Linked DNA regions of Mus musculus: all the other regions are linked to region 2. Evidence: chromatin contacts called from public Hi-C and promoter capture Hi-C data. All regions are on one chromosome and are shown on one strand. The core of a region is the stretch at or near the end of the contact, and the rest is flanking DNA. Distances in the headings are between cores, read along the strand shown.

The links. Promoter capture Hi-C pulls out the DNA fragments that hold promoters and counts their contacts. Hi-C and Micro-C count contacts between places; a contact is called where the count stands out from the background.
Region 1: a contact with region 2 is called in a promoter capture Hi-C map of pre-B cells. The contact joins the promoter of Mybl2 here to the promoter of Actr5 in region 2. A contact is called at or near these places in 2 of 39 promoter capture datasets (cranial neural crest and pre-B cells).
Region 3: a Hi-C map of pre-B cells shows a contact between it and region 2, with 5 times the contacts expected there. The contact joins the promoter of Srsf6 here to the promoter of Actr5 in region 2. A contact is called at or near these places in 2 of 39 promoter capture datasets (cranial neural crest and pre-B cells) and 3 of 484 Hi-C or Micro-C datasets (B cells, CD4 T cells and pre-B cells).
Region 4: a contact with region 2 is called in a promoter capture Hi-C map of pre-B cells. The contact joins the promoter of Oser1 here to the promoter of Actr5 in region 2. A contact is called at or near these places in 3 of 39 promoter capture datasets (cranial neural crest, maxillary cranial neural crest and pre-B cells) and 1 of 484 Hi-C or Micro-C datasets (CD4 T cells).

The regions. Positions count from the first base shown.
Region 1 is chr2:163,052,699-163,055,967 of GRCm38.p6, forward strand. It overlaps Mybl2 (myeloblastosis oncogene-like 2), which reads left to right and starts at 1,937. Exons shown (of 14, transcript NM_008652.2): 1 at 1,937-2,150. The coding sequence starts at 2,131.
Region 2 is chr2:158,623,402-158,626,891 of GRCm38.p6, forward strand. It overlaps Actr5 (ARP5 actin-related protein 5), which reads left to right and starts at 1,512. Exons shown (of 9, transcript NM_175419.4): 1 at 1,512-2,115; 2 at 2,926-3,155. The coding sequence starts at 1,741.
Region 3 is chr2:162,929,951-162,933,217 of GRCm38.p6, forward strand. It overlaps Srsf6 (serine and arginine-rich splicing factor 6), which reads left to right and starts at 1,558. Exons shown (of 6, transcript NM_026499.4): 1 at 1,558-1,827; 2 at 2,044-2,192. The coding sequence starts at 1,721.
Region 4 is chr2:163,417,811-163,421,095 of GRCm38.p6, forward strand. It overlaps Oser1 (oxidative stress responsive serine rich 1), which reads right to left and starts at 1,660. Exons shown (of 4, transcript NM_025699.2): 1 at 1,602-1,660. It overlaps 2900093K20Rik (RIKEN cDNA 2900093K20 gene), which reads left to right and starts at 1,961. Exons shown (of 1, transcript NR_151490.1): 1 at 1,961-2,551.

The DNA of each region.
Region 1 (3,269 bases), core at 687-3,186, 4.4 Mb after region 2:
CAACAAAAGCCACCTAACAGTGATATAATACTTATATGTGCCTTATACATATTCATGTACTTGTATTGCTTAGAGTTAAAGGTTTGTACACAGTACCCCAAAATAAAGTGTAGGAGAAAATAATCTCCCACTTCTCCAACATGCTTTGACCTGGTTATTCTGCAGGGACTATAGACAAGGAAATAACTTTGCAAGGCAGTCCTTTTGTAAAAGAAATTTACATTTGTAAAGGAAATCTGCGTTAGCCTGCATTCTGTACTAGGAACCGGCTGATGCCTATATCTTTCTTTTAACTGGGAGACTTTTATCTGCATGACAAGACCACCTGTTTGCCACATAATTCCTTTCCTTATCCCTAGTTAGCTTGTGTCACCACCATTCCTACAGAAGTCCTTGGACCTCATTCCTTTTTGTACCCCAGGAAGCTTCAAACGTCTGAGCCTTTGTATGATGTCATTATTTTACAGGACTCCAATGGATATGCAAGTAATTAAACCTGAGTTTCCTCCCGTTAATCTATTTCCTATCCATTTAATTTGCAAACAAGCCAAAGATGCTAGGAGGAAAGCCATTTGCCCTTTCCTTACCCCTTTCCTTACTATAAACTCTAGAACTACAGTTTGGGGAAGTCAGTGCCTCAGTTTCTCCATCTGCTATCGGGTAATACAAGCATATAACTCATTGGGTTGTTATGAAGATCAAAGGTTTCTATGAACTGTTTTTGTAGGTGAGGAAGCAGGCATGGAGAAGTTTGATAATTTGAGATAATGGAACTAGGGAAAGGTAGGCTGGGAATCACCCCCGAGGAGATCTCACTGTAAAGCACACTAGCCGTGAAGAGCAGCGATCCACATGAACTCCTTTGAAGGGAGAGGGGTGGGGGGAAGCCTTGAATTAAGCCAGGTGAAAACTTGTAGCTTTCAAGTCTTCATCCTTCTGTAGTAAATGAAGTTTTCGGAGTTGTACTGTCTAAAAGGGGCCAGCAGTTTTTGGAAAGAGATCTGAGGCCTGAGCCTAAAGGGCATTTGGCTGGGGTTCTTCCAGGCTCCTATCCTTTCAGGGAGTCCCAGTAAGATGACACTCAGTTTTTAGGTAGTAAATGACAACCTGAAAGAGACAACCCTTGCCATCAGAAATTGAACGTAAGCCAACAAGCCTTCCCCCTGGGCTTAATACATTTCCTAGGAAAGGCTGCTGGGATCCCAGAATGCTCACAGTTCAGCAGAGGAAATGCGCACAAATGCAAGCAGATGGGCAGGAGACCCCAGTCGGGGAAGATGTGGGGAGTTCCTGGTCCAAATACGGCCCAAGCAAAAGCTGCAAGACTTAATTTCGCCTCTCTGTGTCTTGGCGTGGTGATCTGGAAGGCCGTTACTAAATGGAGTTACAAAGATTTAACCCGGACAGAAGAGAGGTTTAAGTTTGGTGAGAGAAATGTTGGGATTTTGAGCTGGGTCTCTCTGAGGCAGCTGAAGAAGCAAGAGGCTTGCAAAGGAAAAGATACAAACCCAGTCAAAGGGAGCATGGGGGCTCTAGGGATAGTGGCTTGGACCGTCCCAAGCAGTGACAATTTGGGCGGGAAGTTTCTCCTATTCAGTTCTTCCAGTCTTTGCTATGTGTGTGGCTCGGGGTCTATCTAAGATTCACACAGAGCCAGGCCTCGCGCCTCATTGAATCCCTAAGGTAGGTGTATCTGGACACAGTAGATTGCCAACTAACAGAGCATCTGCCCGCTTGCACATTCGGTTTCTGCCCTCCGGTAAACCACTCCCCTCTTCCCCATGCTTGGGCTCCGCCCCTACAGTAGGCCCCTCCTAGGGTTCTGGCGCGCGGGCTCCGCCCCTCGTGTCTTGTACGCTTCGCCCCTTCCGTATGCTCCGCCCCTGCGCTCGCGCGCCAGGGCCGGGCGGCGCCGACGCACTTGGCGGGAGATAGGAAAGTGGTTCTGTGCGCTCCCTAGGCAGCTGCAGTTCCTGGGAACGTGCGACCAGACCTGCAGACACGCTGACGCCTGAGAGCACCGCCTGGGGCCCGGAGCGGCTCGAGCAGCCTGAGTCCTGACCCCGGCCCGGCTCCCGCTCCGGGCTCGGCCGGCGGGCGTAAGGGTGCGGCGGGGTCCGGGCCGGGGGGATGTCTCGGCGGACGCGCTGGTGAGAGGCTGCGGGCGCGCTGGGGTCCTCTCCCTTCTCCTTGGGTCGGCAAGCGTGAGATGGGGATCCCCGGGAGAAATGCACCCTGCGCCGCCCGATGCAGGGGCGCGCGCCACGTTAAGAGGCTATCGGGACCCCCTCGCTCGGTTCCTGGGCCTCCTGGGCCCGGGAGTCTGAAAGCGCGGGTTCCCCCTCTAGACCGGGTCCCAGCCCTGGGTGAGGTCCATCATCTCCCGCCTAATTGCAGGGTGGGGAAGGAAGGCTGTCGCTCGCGGTGTCAGCTGGAGGCCCATTACTGGGTAGGGAGAATGTCTCCCCTTGTCGCAGCGAGTGGAAGGCAGAAGCCTGGGAGACACTTGTCGATCAAGAGTGGCTCGAATTTGCTGGCGTTCCTTTCTTGTTAGCATTCCGGGAAGCACAAAGCCCCTGGGCCCTCCGCGGGATGCGAGACGGGGAATTCGTTGTCTCATGGGGTTTCGGCGGCCGGTTCGGTTTGGTTTCAGAAGCCTTCTTCCTGTCCCACGCTAGTTTTGGGCAGTTGGGGATGAGTAAAGACTATTGGTGTGCAACGAGACTGCTCTGCTAGCAGCCTCTGAGCCAAAGGCAGGAACTGGGTTTCCCTCTTAGTTCCCTAGAGGTTAGGTGGCTGGGTCAAGTCTGGACTTTTGGGACACCTGTGTATCTGGGGCCTAATCGCGGGGCTTTCCAGCCTTTCTAAGGCGTGGGATAATTGGGTTCTGCTGTGTTCCTTCTGGGTCTTTCCAATTCAGAACGCCTTTCCACCGTCTTCAGATGGCCGAACCTGGCCTAGGATGAAGATAAGGCACAGAGATGCCTGCTTGCTTACTTGCAGAGTTCTTCGTGGCTGGGTTGGGTATTGGTTTGGTCTGTGGGTGCTGATCAGGGTGGCTTCCCATGCCCCGGTGTCTAGGACAGTTCAGTGCCCAGGAAGGGCATCTGGAAGTACTAATCCCAGAGCCCCGGGCTTATCTGAGGGTCTCTTTTGTGAAGTGTGGACTCTGTGCCCCTGCATCCTCACGAGCCTTTCTCTGCCACATGGTGTGACTCCCTGTACCCCAGTGGCCCACTTCCCTCTTGGCCTCTGACTCACCTTTCCCT
Region 2 (3,490 bases), core at 262-2,761:
CCTTTCTTTCCTTCCTTCCTTCCTTCCTTCCTTCCTTCCTTCCTTCCTTCCTTCCTTCCTTCCTTCCTTCCTTCTTTCTTTCTTTCTTTGTTTTTTTGTTTTTCGAGACAGGGTTTCTCTGTATAACCCTGGCTGTCCTGAACTCACTTTGTAGACCAGGCTGGCCTCGAACTCAGAAATCTGCCTGCCTCTGCCTCCTGAGGGCTGGGATTAAAGGCGTGCGCCACCAAGGCCGGCTTTTTTTTTTTTTTTTTTGCCACTTTTCTTAAAACGTCATGTAAATAAACCAGCCTTCAAAGTGCAGGGCTAAAGCTTAAAAGAAGAAAGAAAATACAGCAATCAAGAAAACAGAAAACTTGAGTTGTCGTGGCGTGCTTGGGGAAAGAGGAAAGAGAAAAAAAAAACAATGCTGGAGTGGTGATCAGGGTGTCTAAGCCCCAAACAACAGCTGCAAGCTGGGTGGTGGGTGGGAGAGGGGAGGATGGTCAGCAGGCTTTCAGGGCAATCTTATCGGGTGGAGCCGTCCTGGTAGGAATTCAGTCAAATGTTCAATCAGGCAATGGATAAAATGAAGACACTTAATCCAGTCTCAAAAAAATTATCTCCCACTTGATCCAGTCTCAAAAAAATTATCTCCCATATCCTCTTCTGTATTCCAGAAGCTTTTATAGAATGCACTCCAAAACAAGGGGTAAACTGGTGTGTCTGTGTGTGTATCTGTGTGTGTGTGTGTGTGTGTGTGTGTGTGTGTGTGTGTGAGATGTCAATAACCCTAATACATAAAAGGCTGGAACAGGAGGATGGCTGAGAGTTGAAGGCCAGCATGAGATACAACGACATGATTAAAAACAAAAACAAAGACAAAACCAAAAACAAAGCAGGGCAGTGGTGGCACACGCCTTTAATCCCAGCACTTGGGAGGCAGAGGCAGGCGGATTTCTGAGTTCGAGGCCAGCCTGGTCTACAGAGTAAGTTCAAGATAACCAGAACTACACAGAGAAACCCTGTCTCAAAAAAGCAAACCAAACAAAACAAAACAAAAAGTGAAATATTCAATCTTAAGTAGACAGCTTGATGAATTTTTACAAACTCACTAAATATTCATTTTAGCTGCCACTCCCAGAAACTGAAGTTAGTAGTACCTCAGAGTTTGGAGTTTGACTGGGCCCTTGAGGGCCCTGAGTTCCATCCCTGGAACCTATTGGGTGAAGAGAACAGGCATCTTGGCACGCTCCCACACCCATCACGCAATAAATAAACAAATGAACAGAAAAAGAAGTCAAAGGGGAAGGAGATTAGCTTAACACGGTCACAAAACTAAGGGCTAGATCTGCAAGGCTATGCAGACAGAGACCAAGGGAGAGTAAGGGGACAGGGAGGGGCGGAGTCCAGCCCAGTGTGGGTGGAGCCTTTGGTCCCTTAGTTAGAGCAAGGGGCGTGGCTACGCCTCCATGTTCGGAGCTGGGGGCGGGGCTCGTGGACAGCCAGTTAGCGCGAAGAGGCGTGGCCACAAGGAGGCTGTTGCGGACAAGCTGGAGCTACGGTTGGACTTGAGGCCTGGATCAGCGGGGAATAGAAACCCACAGAAAGTTCTGGAGCGCCAGGCGGGAATCAGGTGCTGAAACCAGCGAGTCCTCCCGTAAGGAGGAGGCTTCCGGACGCTTCGGGGCCCAGAGACTCAGACGCGGCCCGGGGTTTCGTGACGCACTCGGCTTCGGGGCGGGACCGGCGCTGGCCAAGATGGAGGCCAACGTGTTCCGCTTCCGAGATGCCCGCTCTGCTCCGGATCCCGTGCTCGAAGCCGGGCCGGTGGCCTTCGGGTCGCAGCCGGTGCCTCTGGTGCTGGACAACGGGTCGTTCCAGGCTCGGGCCGGGTGGGCGTGCCCCGGGCCGGACCCCGGTCCCGAGCCTCGCCTGCAGTTCCGCGCCGTGTGTGCGCGCGGCCGCGGCGGGGCGCGCGGCGGGCCGGGGCCGCAGGTGGGCAACGCGCTGGGAAGCCTGGAGCCTCTGCGCTGGATGCTGCGCTCGCCCTTCGATCGCAACGTCCCGGTCAACCTGGAACTGCAGGAACTGCTGCTGGACTACAGCTTCCAGCACCTCGGCGTCTCCTCGCAGGTGAGGGCCTGCCGGGCAGGGCGCGCTCGGCTTCAGCCGTCATGCCAGGCAGTAGGGTATTGAACACAAGTTCGTCAGCCTTGTGCTAGGAGCTAAGGGTACACCACGAAGTCTTTATCTTCCAGAGGATGGGCTGTCTCAGGCACAAGGGTCCAGTTTGCAATAGTCCAAGTGAGATGAGTTTTACCAGCACCAGTCCGATCCTGGAAGTATTTTGAAGATAAAACCAACGGGGTTTATCAGTTAACAGTTTAGCCAAAGCTTGACTTAATAAACTTAAAATGAACCGGGCATGGGTTCACGGCCCTTTAATCCGGGCACTCGGTAGGCAGAAGCAGGCAGATGTTTGTGAGTTCAAGGCCAGCCAGGGCTACACAGAGAAACCTTATCTTAAAAAAACAAAAAACCAACAGACAGACAGACCTACGAAAAGCTTAAATTGATCATGTTATTTTGGCTTCCCAAAATAATCTCCAATAGAGATGAAATGTATTCTTTAAAATGGCCCGTGAGCACCTTTTAAAAGATGTATTATTTCAAAGTTATATGTGTGAGAATGTGTACAAGAGTGTAGGTGCCTTAGGCAGGTGATCTTCTGTGACTGGAGTCAGAGATTAGGTGCTGGGAAACAGAGTTGGGTTCTAATGTGTTCTCTCTAGTCCTCGTGTCTGGCCTTGAGTGTCTCCCTCCACGACCTCGTGTTTTAAATTAGAGTTCAAAAGTAAATTCTGTCCTGCGTAAGGATTTGGGGTTATTTTTGCATTTCATGCATGCTTCCGTTTGTCTCTTTGTGCTTGTCTTTCAAAGTAGGGCTGCGTTGATCATCCCATAGTTCTGACAGAGGCTGTGTGTAACCCCCTCTACTCCCGTCAAATGATGTCGGAGCTCCTTTTCGAATGCTACAGGATCCCGAAGGTTGCCTATGGGATAGACAGCCTCTTCAGCTTCTACCACAACGTGCCCAAGAATGCCCTTTCCAGCGGCCTCATCATTTCATCCGGCTACCAGTGCACACACATCTTACCGGTCTTGGAAGGGAGGTGAGCTGTGCCGTGGCATTGTGTGGGAGAAGCATCGTTTTAGGGCTGCCTGGAATCATGGGACGTAAAAGGTGCCTGTTGGAAAGTCTGGGAAGTGCTAGGTGGTTTAACTGAGCTGGGCTCAGACCTACATCAGTGAGTGCCTTCAGAAGTTACTCTACCTGCCCTTTGGGACCTCCTGGAGGGACTTCAAGTTGGTCTTATGTCTGATTGACAGTTATACAGTGTTACAATTCTGATTTATGGGGGAACAGTTAACATGATACCTGCCCATAGGAGGCATTCAGTAAGCATGGTTTGAGTAAGTTATTCCATTATATTTCTTTCTTTCTTCT
Region 3 (3,267 bases), core at 308-2,807, 4.3 Mb after region 2:
CCCAGTGCTGCTGATCCAACTAGGAACTTTGGAAGATAAATGATCTCATGGGTTGTCTTGTGTGTGTGTAGAACATGAAAGTAGAAAGGGAACTATGTGAAGGAAACAAGGATAAGGGAAGAGGGGAACAAAATATGGTAATAGGGTAGGAGAATGACAAATACTGGCTTTTTCGTCTCGTGTGGAATCCAGATGTGTGTTTGCTTTTACAAATAATTTTAAAATGTGTTATCATCACACTTAGTTATTTATTGAAGGCATGACACGCATCAGGAGGTCAGAGGACAACTTGCAAGAATTGTTTTTGTTGTTGTTGTTGTTCCTTCTACCGTGTGGGTCTCTAGGATCAAAGTCGGGTCCTCCAGCTTGGCAGCAAGCACCTTTACCGGCTTCAGTCTTCTCACCACTCACAAATAAATTTTAACAAGTTTTTAGAAATTGACAATTTGATAAAACTGTTATGTGTTGACTTCATTCTGTGTTCCATGAATATTTTTAAAAGCTGTCTACATATATATATTTATATTTCTAACTTAAGGACGTTCTCTTCCCTCGAGAATACTATTAACACATCTCCCTGTGTGCTATCAACATTGCCGGTCTGCCCCAGAGGACAGAATCTTCTCTCATTATAGCTGAAAAGCCTGAGGCTGCCCAGATTCTGGGCAGAAAACAAATTCCTAAAGAGCAGGTACTAACTCAATGGCAGTCTTTTCTCTCAGCTTTTATCACACCGTGCTCTGCTTTCGGTTTCCTTACCTCTCTAGCCAAACCTTCGCCGTGCTTTGAATACTCCCAAGGCATGCTCCTTGATAGTCAATTAACTTTACTCCAGGGCAGTGGGGCTGTTTTGTTTAACTCTACAGCATTAGATGTCACCTCCATAAACTCCTAAGTGTGTATTTCTGCTTTATAAATAGTTTGCCTTCGGATCCAACCAGGTTAAGGACAGTATGGATAGGAAAGGGGATAGGGGGTCTTGGAGGACCATGGGGCCCAGCCATGCTCCCTTTGTGAACGGCCGCGGCGAGCGCGGGATTCAGAGCTGTCAGAGCTCCGAGCAGAGGGAGGGATGCCACCCAGACCAGCCACAGCACCTCCCCCGCTGGTCACTAAACCTCGGGGACAGATCCCGAGCCGCTGAGAAACTAAGGAACTGTCCGACTCCCAAGAGCGTGTACTCAACGAAACCAGTGCGAGCTACCCGCTGAAGGGAAAGAGCAACCTCTTTTTTTTTAGTAGACCAATCAGAGACCAAGATGGCCTAGACTGACAGCCCGGACAACCAATGAGAAATAAAACTCGTTCTCCGCGTGCCTGGGCACAAGAACAGTTTATTAGGCACGACTCAAAAGGTCCGGGCCTCGGCTGTTTACGCTGATGGCTGCACAGCGCCAGGGGACATGACAGTAGCGAAATCAACTCCCAGCAAGCACGGCACGCGCCGCGGGCCGCCCCAACACATCCGGAGCGGCCCGCGGCGCGGGAGAGGACGTGCTGCGCGACGACGTCACGCGCTGCGCCGCGCCGCGCCCCGCCCCCGGGCACTTATAGCGTAGGCCGGCGCGCGCGCGCGCACCATTGTGTGGCTGACTCGGCCGCCGCTGCGGTGTGAGGCGCGTGTTCGGGCCTTCGCCGTCCCCGCACCCGCACCGCAGCCCTGCCCCGCGGCCCGCCGCCCCTCCGCCAGCCTCCCGGAGGACACCCGTGGGTCACGGCCATGCCGCGCGTCTACATAGGACGCCTGAGCTACAACGTCCGCGAGAAGGACATCCAGCGCTTTTTCAGCGGCTACGGCCGCCTCCTCGAGATCGACCTCAAAAATGGGTGAGTCGGGTCTGGGAGGCCGCGCCCCGCGGCGGAGAGAGGTCCCCCAAGGACCCGAGGCGGCCAAGGCCGCGGCGCCGCGTGGCAGGGCCTCTAAAATGGCGGCGGCGGCGGCGCCCCGAGCGCGCGCGCGCGGGGGAGGGCGCGGGAGCGCGCGGCGCCGGCTAACGACACGCCCGCCCGCCGGTGCGCGGCTCGCGCTCCGCCCCTCCGCAGGTACGGTTTCGTGGAGTTCGAGGACTCCCGGGATGCCGACGATGCCGTGTACGAGCTCAACAGCAAGGAGCTGTGCGGCGAGCGCGTGATCGTAGAGCACGCCCGGGGCCCGCGCCGCGACCGCGATGGCTACAGCTACGGAAGCCGCAGTGAGTCCTTACCCCCGCGCGCTCCGCGTCCTGGGTACCTGGGGGGGGCGGGGGTTGGGGGCGCAGGGCGGGTGCAGTCACTTGGGTGGGCAGGGTGGGACCTCCCCAGCCCGGGCAGGCGCGGAGGCCGGGGCTTGTCGGCCCTGGGTGTTCCCGGGGCCCCTCTACCTCCACGCATGCCCGGGTAGCCGTGGGACACCGGAGCGCGGGGAATGGGGTCGGGTGGCCGGTTGACTTAAGTTTGGAAGGAGTGGCTTCAGTTGGCCCTCTTTGGCACTGACTTGGGTTCTGCCATTGAAAGCGAGGGCTGGCTGTATTTGTAGTATGCCCCCTTGCTTATCTGTCAGTGCTTGTTAGCATTGAGGAAGTTTCTAGGAAGGCTGGGGTGGAGGTGGGGCAGGGGGCGGGGAAAGGGGAGGAGCTTGAAGTCTAAGTCTTAGGAGCTGGGAGGCTTGATTGGGGGGGGGCAAAGAAAATGCCATTTTAAACTAAGTAATGTGGCATAGTACCACAAAGTAAATCTAAATAAGCTTTATGCTGTATTTGAAATAGTTGGGGCATGTTACTGGGAGGGGGTTGGGGGGATTTTGGTTATGTGAAATGTTTAATGTTGAAATTGTTGCATGTTGAATTCCAACTTTTTAACAAGTCCTTGATGTTTCAATTTGAAAGTGACCAATGGGGCTGAGGCTGTGTCCACTGAGGCTAAGATGACTGCCTTTCCTGATTGGCCTTGGCTTTTCCATACATTGTGTGACCCTTGCCCTATGACCCTTTGGCTGACCTTACCGGAAGCCATGACGACAGCAGCCTTTTGCCATTAGACGCAGGGTGATGGTGAGGATTCCAAGGGTTAGACAAAACTGGTTAATCTGAACTAGGTGACTGTTACCTTGCGTGTTTTGTGGCCAAACCACCACCAAAAACCTCACACTGTGATGTAAGTACTTAGTGTAACTAGTAAACATTTTTGTAAAATGTAGAAATGCATGTAATCAGTTAAGTTTTATATTTTACAATGTTCTGTAAAATAAAACTTAGCGAGGTAAATTGAATAAAGGAGCAGTCACTCTCT
Region 4 (3,285 bases), core at 410-2,909, 4.8 Mb after region 2:
AAATTAATAGTGAGGTTTATAGTAGTTCTCTCAATCTGACTTGTGTGGCAATCAGTCAACATTTAAGTACACTCCAAGCCACATGGACACTGGTAAACATCACAGGCAGAGATCCACTCCTTTCACAAGTACTTCTAGGATTCCTAGTTCTACCTTGGATGCCACAACAGAGGCTGAACTGAATACAGGGGTCCCAGGAACCCCATTTCAGTAGGGAGGGCATCTCACTCCTACCCTCCAGGACTCACACTTGGCTAGGAAGCCTCCCAGCTAAGCCTCACAACTTCTAATTACACAGTGCTGACTTAATAGTATGGCAGGTGACCACCCTAGATGTTAATACAAACTTAGCATTCTTGTTGAGACACTCCCAGATATATCATTAAAAACCCCAACAGCCCAAAATAAAAATCTGGCTGCAAACCAAAAACTCTGAGAATAAAGTATCGCCTAACTTGTTTTCAAACGTCCACCACTGTGACTGCTCATGTTTTTCTTCAATTACTTTAAGCCAGAGCAAGAGTATCCTAGGCTTAACCTAGGGGGCTAGATCAGAGCATGCTTGCAATTACAAATGGGTTGTTATGCTCCTCCCAGTTCCTAGCTTTCCATTATGGAAGCATCAACCCAACAGCTTTATACAACAGGTGAGTGGATTGCCTATCTTCATTTACATTACATTGTGGGAAATTCTCCTATTACCCCTTCACTGCTCTTACTTCCAAAGAATGCCCAAAGACCTCAGACTTGCAAAAGGCCCATAAGAAGTTACTTTTCGTGGTTTTAAGTCAAATCACATCCCAGTTTCTTTCCACCAATACCGTGTGCAGTGTCTTGCTTACACCTCTGAAGCTTTAAACTAAGCTCTCCTTAAGTTTCCGGTCGAACTTCTCATTTTCAGCAGCACGAAAATGAGATCTGCACGCGTCCTCACAAAGTTAAAGCGGAGAAATCTCCCCAAACCTCTCAAAGTTACAGAGTCCCGAAAAGGAAAAACAACAACAACAAACTAACCAACCCTATCCAGAACGGCCCGGATAGAATCAATCTGTCCCTAGGACGAGAACACATCCACACCTCTCTGGGCACACCCACTCAACCCCTCAAAATCACAGGACTACAGGCAAAGCGACACGTTCGTTCCTTTCTGCCTATCACGGTTAAGCGGAGTCGGCTGGGAAAAGGTCAGAACCCGGGGACACCCAAGCGGGGAGCTGTCTCGGCTTTTACCCTGTCCGCCCCGGCCAACCACGGACTCCGAGAGGAGGCAGGAGTGAAGCTGCGGCGCAGAAGCCGCAGGACGCAAGCGGAGAGGAGTGCGACTCGCAGGGCGGGAAAAGGCGGGAAGGGGCAAAGGGCGGCAAGGAGAGCGAAAGGGGAAGCTGTGGCCGGCGCGGCCCGGACACCGCGGGAACGCAGGAAGGCGGGAAGCGAAGGCCGCGCAACTTGGCACTCCAGGCCGCGGCAGCCGAGGGCCGGGCCGGGCAGTCGGCGCAGGGAAACGCCGCGACCAGACGGGAGGGCCGGACTCCGCCTCCCGCGGGTGGGAGGCCTGGCGGACACGACGTCCCCGGCCCTCCTCGTCCCGTCCGGCCACTCACCTCCTCGCAGCTGGGGCGCTCCCGGGAATCCGGCCCCGTCGGCTCCGAGCGTCTCTCCGCGTCCGCCGCGTCTGTCTGACCCGGATCCAAACCCCACCGATAGGGTGGCCCGCGCCTCTAGAGTTGTACTGCGCCTGCGCAACCTCGGCTCGCGCCCTGCCCACCGTTCACGCTCCTCCCACCTCGGTGACTCGGCAGCTCGGCCCGCCGCAACTACGCAGGCGTACGGCGGTAGCCCGGCCTCTCGAAGCCCCAGCTCCAACCCCTCTCCGAAGCACGTGCGTCTTAAGTCATTTCCTGTTATTCTTTTCGCTCCCTCCGCCCCCTGGCTTGGGTTCGCTCCCGGCAGGCTTTTGGGCGTGCCTACTTCCTCTTCGCTGTCACGTGAGGCGGCGGCTTGCCTTGCAGCTATCGAGCCGCTGCCGCTCCCCTGGCATAGCCTGCTTCCTTCTTGTCCTCTTGAAGTCCCCAAGCCAACGGGATTCGGTGGGCTGCGGGAGTATTTGCGCCAGCTGATGCCTCCGGGAATGCTTGGCGGAGTTTCTTACATGCAACCAAGGGCGCTTGCACTCGGTCCACAACCCTCGCCGTGGGTCGTCTCTTTGGGTCCGCAGAGAAGCCAAGAAGGTATTAATTGGACGAGGCCCAGGCGGTGGATGCTGCCCGGAATTGGAATGGAAATTATTTAGGTTTTGTGGTTTTTGCTTTAAAAAAAAAAAAAAAAGCAGGATCTCATTTGTTAGACCAGCCTGAAAATCGCGTTGATTCCCCTGCCTCGGGCTCCCGTGCCTTCATTTTGAAGTATCTCTTGATAATTGAACGTCTGGAAATTAAACGGTTTCAGCGAAGGCATTTTGCTTTTGTTTTTCCAAGGATGGTTTGGGAGCATCAAGTGGGAAATACAGGGTAATGCACGTACATATTAAATTCTGCAAGAAGGTATTAAGCAATTTACCAGTCTCTGGCTTTTTTTGTTTTTTGTTGTTTGGTTTTTTCGAGACAAGGTTTCTCTGTGTAGCCCTGGCTGTCCTTGAACTCACTCTGTAGACCAGGCTGGCCTCGAACCGCCTGCCTCTGCCTCCCAAGTGCTGGGATTAAAGGCGTGCACCACCACTGCCCGGCTAGTCTCTGGTTTTTAGTGATCTGACAAGTTACCCATATGGCAAGGGTGAGCTATGAAAGACCTCCCCCTACCGCCATTGTCAGGGCCTGTTCTATTTTAAACGTTTCCCCATCGCCTGCCACTCTGGAGTTCCACTTCAGACCCTTGTGTGGAAAGACGATTTTCCTCAATAGAGTTGGTTCTGGCACCTAAACCTTAGAGTGGGTTTTCCCCTGAACCCAAGCTGGCCTCTTCTAGAAGTGGATGCTAGAGAGGATAGCCATGTCCAGCTTAACTAGAGTCAACCCACAGAGAATGGAATCTACACTTCACTGGACAGACAGCCCCGTCTCCAGACAGCTGGCTTGGCTTTGGCTTGCTTGCTTATTTTTGTTTGTTTGTTTGTTTTTTGTTTTTCCTGATCCTGCTCTATAATGCAATCATGGGAAAGCCTTTTGCATTCGATGGGAACTTCATCAGATTTTGAATTTTTTTTAAGATTTATTTATTATTATTCATTAGTACACTGTAGCTGTCTTCAGATGCACCAGAAGAGGGTGTCAGATCTCACCCTCTCACATG